2 separate regions of the Hordeum vulgare genome follow, and region 2 is linked to region 1. Evidence: chromatin contacts called from public Hi-C data. All regions are on one chromosome and are shown on one strand. The core of a region is the stretch at or near the end of the contact, and the rest is flanking DNA. Distances in the headings are between cores, read along the strand shown.

What was found. Hi-C and Micro-C count contacts between places; a contact is called where the count stands out from the background.
Region 2: a contact with region 1 is called in a Hi-C map of seedling, with 2.0 times the contacts expected there. The contact joins the promoter of LOC123410403 here to the enhancer-like site in region 1. A contact is called at or near these places in 2 of 6 Hi-C or Micro-C datasets (leaf and seedling) and 1 of 1 datasets of contacts at active chromatin or transcription factors (embryo).

Annotation. Positions count from the first base shown.
Region 1 is chr7H:571,863,521-571,867,532 of MorexV3_pseudomolecules_assembly, forward strand. No RefSeq gene overlaps it. Among protein-coding and RNA genes, the nearest start is that of LOC123407036, 39 kb to the right of the region's middle. Within about 2 kb of position 1,926, at least 3 of the 3 cell types and tissues checked have open chromatin away from gene starts, as enhancers often do. A contact at or near this core is called in leaf and seedling, where this site is marked.
Region 2 is chr7H:572,202,905-572,206,916 of MorexV3_pseudomolecules_assembly, forward strand. It overlaps LOC123410403 (probable xyloglucan endotransglucosylase/hydrolase protein 23), which reads left to right and starts at 2,303. Exons shown (of 3, transcript XM_045103343.1): 1 at 2,303-2,647; 2 at 2,745-2,938; 3 at 3,035-3,717. The coding sequence starts at 2,387. The coding sequence ends at 3,449.

The DNA.
Region 1 (4,012 bases), core at 676-3,175:
TCGATCGCTTTGTAACAGCAATCATGGTGTTTTTTTCCCCTTCATGCTGGTTTGTGCAAAACAACATGTGTTGCACAAAACAGAGGACCAGCAATTATGCCGTTGCCATGCAACTGTGCCCGTGTACGAAACAATAATGAGAAGCGTCCATCTTATTCGAGAACATTCTGTGATACGGTTTCAGACGTTAAAATGCAGACATGACTCATTCGCAAAAAAGAAAGGAAAAAAGATACTCTCTCCATCACAATTTATAAGACACGCACGTGGATCTAGATCGTCAATTTGACTTATATAAAATATATTGTTTAATATAAAAATTATATCAATAGAACATCTAAAGTTTTTAATGATATATTTTTTATAATATATGTCTCTTATTAAGTTGGTCAAATTGACTACCTAAATACACGTGTCGGACTTATAAACTGAAACGGAGGGAGTAGTCGTAACAAGGATGCACCATCAACATACTAATTGGTTTTCGTATGATTCACGTCATATCCTGATCGATTTGGGTTGGGTTTAATGGTTTCTGCAAGTGTGAAATGGTAAGTAAGTTCTGCGTGCTGGTTAACGCCCCCCCTCTCTCCGCCCTCTCCGCGTGTGTTAGTGCGTTAGTCTCTTGAGATTGTATAATTCTATAACAGCGGAATAAAATACCCTATGATTCTTGCAAAAAACGCTTTTAACCATCAAGTATGTGGTGAAAGCAATATTCGACCACACATCTCATGATTATAGATTACGTCATGTTACCGCATGCATGGACAAGTGACGAAGCTGAAGATGTCAGCGGAATTATTTTGTTATTTTAGTTTTAAAAATATTTTATCTTTTAAACAAAAATTCCAATTGAAAAATCATTTTCATCATTAAATTCCCCGCGACGAGATCTTCAAAACTAGATCTCATATCAATATGTTTCGACGAATTTGTTATTGTTAAAAGTTGTCATATCTATTATTGCACATAAATTGGAATTATGATTACACTGAAGTCGTCATGACATATTTCAACTACTTTTTGTTCTACGTTTGAAGTAAATCTTGACATGATATTTTTTTTTAAAGTAAACTTGCCATGATGAATTACTAAAATTTGTCATAATTCATGAAATAATTTTGACATGATTCATAAATAAAAAATAAATATGTCGTCGATTACTTTAAAAATGCATGATCAATGGCTCAAATTTGTCATAAACCATAAACTAAAATTTCCATGATGAATTACTTAAATTTGCCATGATACATGCACTAAAATTTACCATGATTCATACAAAAATATTTTGCACGCTTAAAATACTAGAATTTTCATGGTCAAAATACTAAAATTACCATGATCTATAAATTTAATTTGCCATGATGAATTACTAAAAATTTCCATAATCCATGAATTAAACATGCCATGGTTAATTACTAAAAATTGCCATGATCAATTAATAAATATTACGGTGAAAGGTAGTTGAAATACAATGGTAGTTCTATTTTCATTTTAAAAATAGATAAAATCTTTGTGACAACCTTATTAATCCCTATAAAAAACTATGACAACTTCAATATAAACATTCACTAATCACTACTAGAGAAAAGCCAAATAATAATATGGGTTTTTACCGTATCAGTTGCGCACACCGGGGTGCTACTGGTACTGCTAGGGTGCTTACCACGAGAATCTGTCGGCAGCGGCGTCGTTCCGTGCGGAATTAGCTGCATCGGTTCTCTCCTCTCCGATTGATCGATCGGTCGCCGCAAGTCATCGGCGCGCTGTCCAGGCGTTGTCGCCACGAGCTCATCCCGTCCACGTCCAGTCATCAATCGACCGGGCCGTGGCGATTAGCGATCATTTTCAGCTGTGGCGTACGTGGGTCTCCCCGGCCGGTCAGTCGGTCACCGAGGAGCACTTGTCATAACACCCGAGACCCAAGCTGCTCATGCGCCACCATCGTCCCGTGTACTAGTACAGTACAGTTGCTAATTAAGTGGTCAAATCATTTCCAAGCCAAGTGGATTTTTATTATTTATTTTATAAAGGTCTAACAAAAACACACATCAATCTATGTGAAATCATCACTCACACCTACAAACTTGATAATGTGGAGTGTTCTTTTTTTCCATATCTAAAATCGACGTCGTCGTCAATCCATCCACATAACGTATTGGGGCCAACAGCCGGTGCAGCCTACCTGAAGCGCAGATCACATGTACACGTTTTAAAAGCTACCATCATCAGACCATCGACCCATCTTCACAAGAGATATCTGCATCATTCTTGCGAGTCCATACGTCCGTCGATGTCGCCACGGCGCCCAACGGCGCCACCGTCATGCTCTCATTCGCCCAAACACAAAGACTGAAAGATCTGTCGTGCGTAGCACCTGCCAACCAGACATGACTCACTGTAGCACCTCTCGGCCAGCCATGACTTGACAGCTCCACCGAAACTTCGTGCAAGACGAAGCCGCTCCATCCCCTGCCTCTATCTTCGAGCGCCGCTACACAAATGATGCTCCAAAGAAAGAAATGACATTGTAGTACTGCCATTGTTAGATCTGAAGACCAGATCGTAGGGTTTCCCCCGAAGCAGCACGAGTGGGTCGACAACAGTTACACCACGATGCATTCATCAATATAACGATGCAAAACGCCGCCATCGCCCGCCAACGGCCCGGTTTTCACCGGCAACTATGTCTTCTTGACTCGTAGCCGGGACTAGATGACGAATCTCGAGATTCGACAATCCATCCGGAGGCCGACCACCTCTGACCGAAGAGATGGCCACCTTGCCAGGCCTACTTTCGACGCCACCATGACGCGAGACAGCGCCATCCTCCTGCGCAAGTCCGTAAATCCGCATCGGATGCCGAGATTCCACTGCACCACGCTACCGAGATCCGCCGTTATCAATGCGGAGCATGAAACCCCGCTTCACGTTTGGGCCCTTACAGTCAGCGCCTGCTCCAAAACGATGCCCCCAGGAGGTAGTACGACATCGAAGATGTCGTCATCGTACAATTCGGAAAGATCCAGATCTAGGGTTTCCCCCGGAGCAACCCGAGGGAGATGACGTTAGCTCCAACAATGATGCCTCAACTAGGAAACGACGTCAAATACACCATCATCGTCCGTCAAGACCGAGGTCGACGCGATTTTCACCAGCTATCGCGCCATCCCGACCCAGTAATTGACTCGAACCACGCGCTGCCTCACCGAGGAGATGCACACAACTACCGGAGCTTCGAGGACCGCCACTGTGTCGTCACCATAGCCTGAGCACAGCCACCGACCACCATCATCATCGACCACCACCGTCCCAAGGACAGTACGAGCCGCCGGTCTATGTCGTACGCAGCCCGCACCGCCAGGTGCCATTAGACAATGGATCTAGGCTTTCCGCCTGAGCCAACACCCGAGCACCGCACGACCCACCATCAGACATGAGTAGAGTCACGCAGTCGCCACCCTCGTGCAGCCGTCCACGCGCCGTCGTGACCACTAACTGTCATCGCACCGACGTTGTTGCACTCTGCATAGCGCCACACCCTAGCCCGGTCAGATCGCCCCACATCGATCCCATCGCACGGGAGGGAGAAACCACCCCGCCGTCGCCCACGCCAGGCAGGCTTCGCCCGCTGGTGCGCCTGGGCGACGACGAGGGGAGAGGAGGAAGAGGAGGGCCGGCGGCCGGTGGCGGCGGGAGGCCTCCCGTGTTGCCCGTGGGAACGACAGAGAAGGTGATCCACTTTTTCCGGGGCTCTCGGCGGAGTGTGACTAGACAATATACCAGCCAAGTGGTAGTTGGATAATGGGTCAGCTATTTATCACGGTTGACATCGCAATCAAACTCCCATCGGTTAACGTTGTTTCGGACAATAATACCAGTTTGTAGTGCAAGTAGCGAGCAGCTAGCTAAGGCTGGTCGTAATGGGAGTATCATAGGTACTATCATGCATGCCAACTAGACATGTTTGATGAGGTGGCATAGCATTAAATGAAGAAAGAGAGGGTTG
Region 2 (4,012 bases), core at 1,053-3,552, 340 kb after region 1:
AAGATAATAAATCCAAATAAAACAGTTCTTCACTGCATTAGTAAAGATATGTTCTTACTAGTAGCATAAAGTTCACCAATTAACATAACCAACACTTAGCATAGGTTCTCAACTGAGTACCATCACTCCAGTTACAATCTCCATTACCATAACTTAAACAACTCATATAGGATTGCACAAAATATACTCCTACCATCATCTTGCAAGGCCTGTTATATATGTAGGCCAACTTAGTTACTTAACCACCATTGTGCAAATCTTCAAGCCTCAAGTATGGCCTTGATTTTCTCAAGCTTTTCCTTGCTCCCATGGCCAGCATTCAGCAGATCAGCAACAACTTTCTCCAGCTCTTTCTTCTCTAGTGCAAGAAGATCCCTGTCCACCTTCATCTCTTTCATAGCCTTCATGGTGTTTTGAATTATGTCTGCGTGGGCCTTCATGATACACTTCTGCTCCTTTCTAGCCTAAGCTTCTCAATCTTCATCTCCATCTCTAGCTCTTCCTTCTTCTTCTCATATTTCCGAGCATCCACTGCTTTATGGTAGTCCATCTTCCCAATACCATCCCGCCAATCAAACGTCTTGCTAAAATCATCAACCATTTTGTGATACTCAGTGTAGAGATGATCATGCCCCTTCTTCAACTTGGCAACCTCATCATCATATGCATGCTTGTATTGAATCCTGTCAAGGTTTTGCTCATGAAACATTTCCCACAACTTGATGTGGCAGTTCTTAAGTACATTAGACTAGACAGGGTCAACCCACTAAACTACATCACAGTTCACACCTCCCCGTTCAATCAAACAATAGTTGTAAAATCAAAATTTAATTCGCTTCACTCAGACAACACACTTAGCAAAACAATTGTTGGTGCTTACTCACACCCACCTGTACAGGGCATCCATAAAACCTCCTTCGAGTGTTAGCTCCTTCGAAAGAAACACACTTCCTAGGCATCATCTCGTGCAGTGTGCATTTGGGAACCTCCTCCATGGGAGCACCACGGAACAGTGGCTCGGGGATGGTGTCACGTGTGTCCTACACACAGTAGAAAGTAAACCAGTCAGAAAATGCATCCAATATCTGCAGATCCATCAACCAAACCAAAGAATCAACCAAAGAATCCATCCATAGTTGCAGATCATGAACCCTGAATCTCAAATCGAAGGAAACCTAACCCTAATCCTAAATAATGGCAGAGGGAGAGGATGTAACTTACAAAGTACTCCATGTCCATCAGGCTGACAACCATGCTGTCGTCGTCGGAGCTCTCATCCCCATCATTCCAAGAAGGCATCCTTGCCGGCGACGAGAAAGAGAGGTGGTCGGCTGCTATGGCGAGCTCGGGGCAGGGGAGCAAAGAGCGAGTGGAGAAAGTGAGAGTGAGTGCGAGCGAGAGAGAGTGAGCCGGGTCGGTCGCTTTGACCGCGGTCGGAACGGGTCGACCTAACAGTCGTCCGCACGGGCTCCGTCAGCGCCTGGCCGACAAATCCCCGACGGGCGGGCCCTACATATCATAAGAGCACTTAAAATGGCACCGGTCGGTCACTAGGGTTTTTTGAAACAACACACCACTTTTGTGGTAGTTTTTTGAAAGATTAGAAAAATGGTATTTTTCTATGATCAAAACCTGCAATATAGTAGCTTTTTGCTATATACTCTATGAAATAACATGAACAAGATATATAATATTTTTATGCAAAAGTAGTGGAAGTGCATGAGGAATGAAACCTCCGGTGTCAACACGAAAGACTGCTGGTAGCATACCATTGTGATGATTGTAGAATCTCATTTTTTTTGTGCAGTAATCGTAGAATCTCATCTTGGAGTTACAAAACACTTGGGGCCTGAAAATTGGTCACGGATGTCTTCTGAAAAGTCAGGAAACAGGACCAACACGTCCACAGTTATTCACATACCGGAGGTCGGAGGAAGAAGAAAAAGCTGATCATCCGTCCACAGTTCTCCGTCCATTAAAAAGCTGATCTAGTGACACTTGCCTGTAAAACGCAGGGCCACGGCTACAGAAGTTAGGAGCCGTTGCATCCAGCAATCTGCTGCACGTCTCGATCGGTTTTAATGTGCTATACTGTACGTACGCGAGGCTGTCTGCCCGTGGCATCGCCGTGCCAACCTCTCATTGTCCATCACGCGCTACGTACAGAGCCGGTCCTGCCTGCCATGTCTCCTCTCCTCTGGCGCCAACTCACACGCATTACGCCTACCGGGCTGGCCAAGTTCCCATCCATATGGCACGCCACGCTTTTCTACAAACCCCTATATAAACCCCTCACGCGCCGCTCATTCCACTCACACAAACACAATCTTCCTTCCATCCATCCAGCTTTGTCCTCATCAATCAACCTAGCTAGCTTACGAAACGCATGGCTCGCATGGCGGTCTCGGTGCTTTCGATCCTCCTCGCCACTTGCGCCCTGGCGGCGGCGAGCTTCGACAAGGAGTTCGACGTTACCTGGGGTGACGGGCGCGGCAAGATCCTCAACAATGGCCAGCTGCTGACGCTGGGCCTGGACAAGGTCTCCGGCTCCGGGTTCCAGTCCAAGCACGAGTACCTCTTCGGCAAGATCGACATGCAACTCAAGCTCGTCCCCGGCAACTCCGCCGGCACCGTAACCGCCTACTACGTAAGCGACCCAACATCCATTCATTCCACTGCTTCGAGGTCTTGATCGATTGACAAGATTGCCTAACCCGATCGGTTTGGCGTGTGTGAATGTGCAGCTGTCGTCGCAGGGTCCTACGCACGACGAGATCGACTTCGAGTTCCTGGGCAACGTCACCGGCGAGCCCTACACGCTGCACACCAACGTGTTCACGCAGGGGCAGGGCCAGCGGGAGCAGCAGTTCCGCCTCTGGTTCGATCCCACCAACGACTTCCACACCTACTCCATCCTTTGGAACCCAAAGCACATCATGTAAGCTATTGATCGCCATTGCCCAACTTGCTTTTTTCTTTCAAGAAGGCTGGCCAACATGGACTGACGGATCGCTTTTGATGTACTTAAATGCAGCTTCATGGTGGATGACATGCCGATCAGGGACTTCAAGAACCTGGAGGGAAAGGGGATCGCCTTCCCCAAGAACCAGCCCATGCGGCTCTACTCCAGCCTCTGGAACGCCGACGACTGGGCCACGCAGGGCGGCCGGGTGAAGACGGACTGGTCCCACGCGCCGTTCTCCGCCTCCTACCGCGGCTTCAAGGCCGACGCGTGCGTGGTGACCGCGGGCGGGCGGCCTCGCTGCGGCGCCAGCGTCGGCACGGACGTCGCCCCCGGCACCGGCGCGGCCGGCGAATGGTACAATCAGGAGCTGGACCTGACACGGCAGCAGCGGATGCGGTGGGTGCAGAGCAACTACATGATCTATAACTACTGCACCGACCCCAAGCGTTTCGCTCAGGGCGTCCCCGCCGAGTGCTCCATGTAGTCCCCATGTCCATCCTCCATCGAGCAAGCGCGCACAGCTGCTAGCATTGCACTGTGCATAGGGCGATCACCTGAGCAGGACGACCGGAGCATAGGGAAGATGGGGGTGTCTGTATAAAGTGAACGGAAATCAATAATGATTAGTGACGGGGAGATGTGTAAACTAGCCCGTGGTAAATTCTTGTTTGTCATTTATGCCCAGTTCGTGTAATTGTGCTCACGCCCAGCTCGTGCGTAATATATTGCCTCCTCGTGCGTTATCACCAGTATATTTAGGCCCAGTTCATGTACTGGTGCTGCTCTCTGCCCACCTTTCAAAACCGAAACTCTTGTGTAATGGGTTCAATGAAAAGACCTATCTACGATTGGATTGGCACACGCAACATCATTTTCTTCTGTTCCGTTCACTGGGTACAGAGCATGCATGGCCACACACCTACACGCCGCGCGTTGCGTGTAAGGTGAAGGGAGGTCGGTCAGTGCAAGGCATGGGCGCACGGCCACTGACCGCAAGAAGACACAAAGCGCGACAGAGGAGAGGACAATGGCCTTTGTAATGATCCG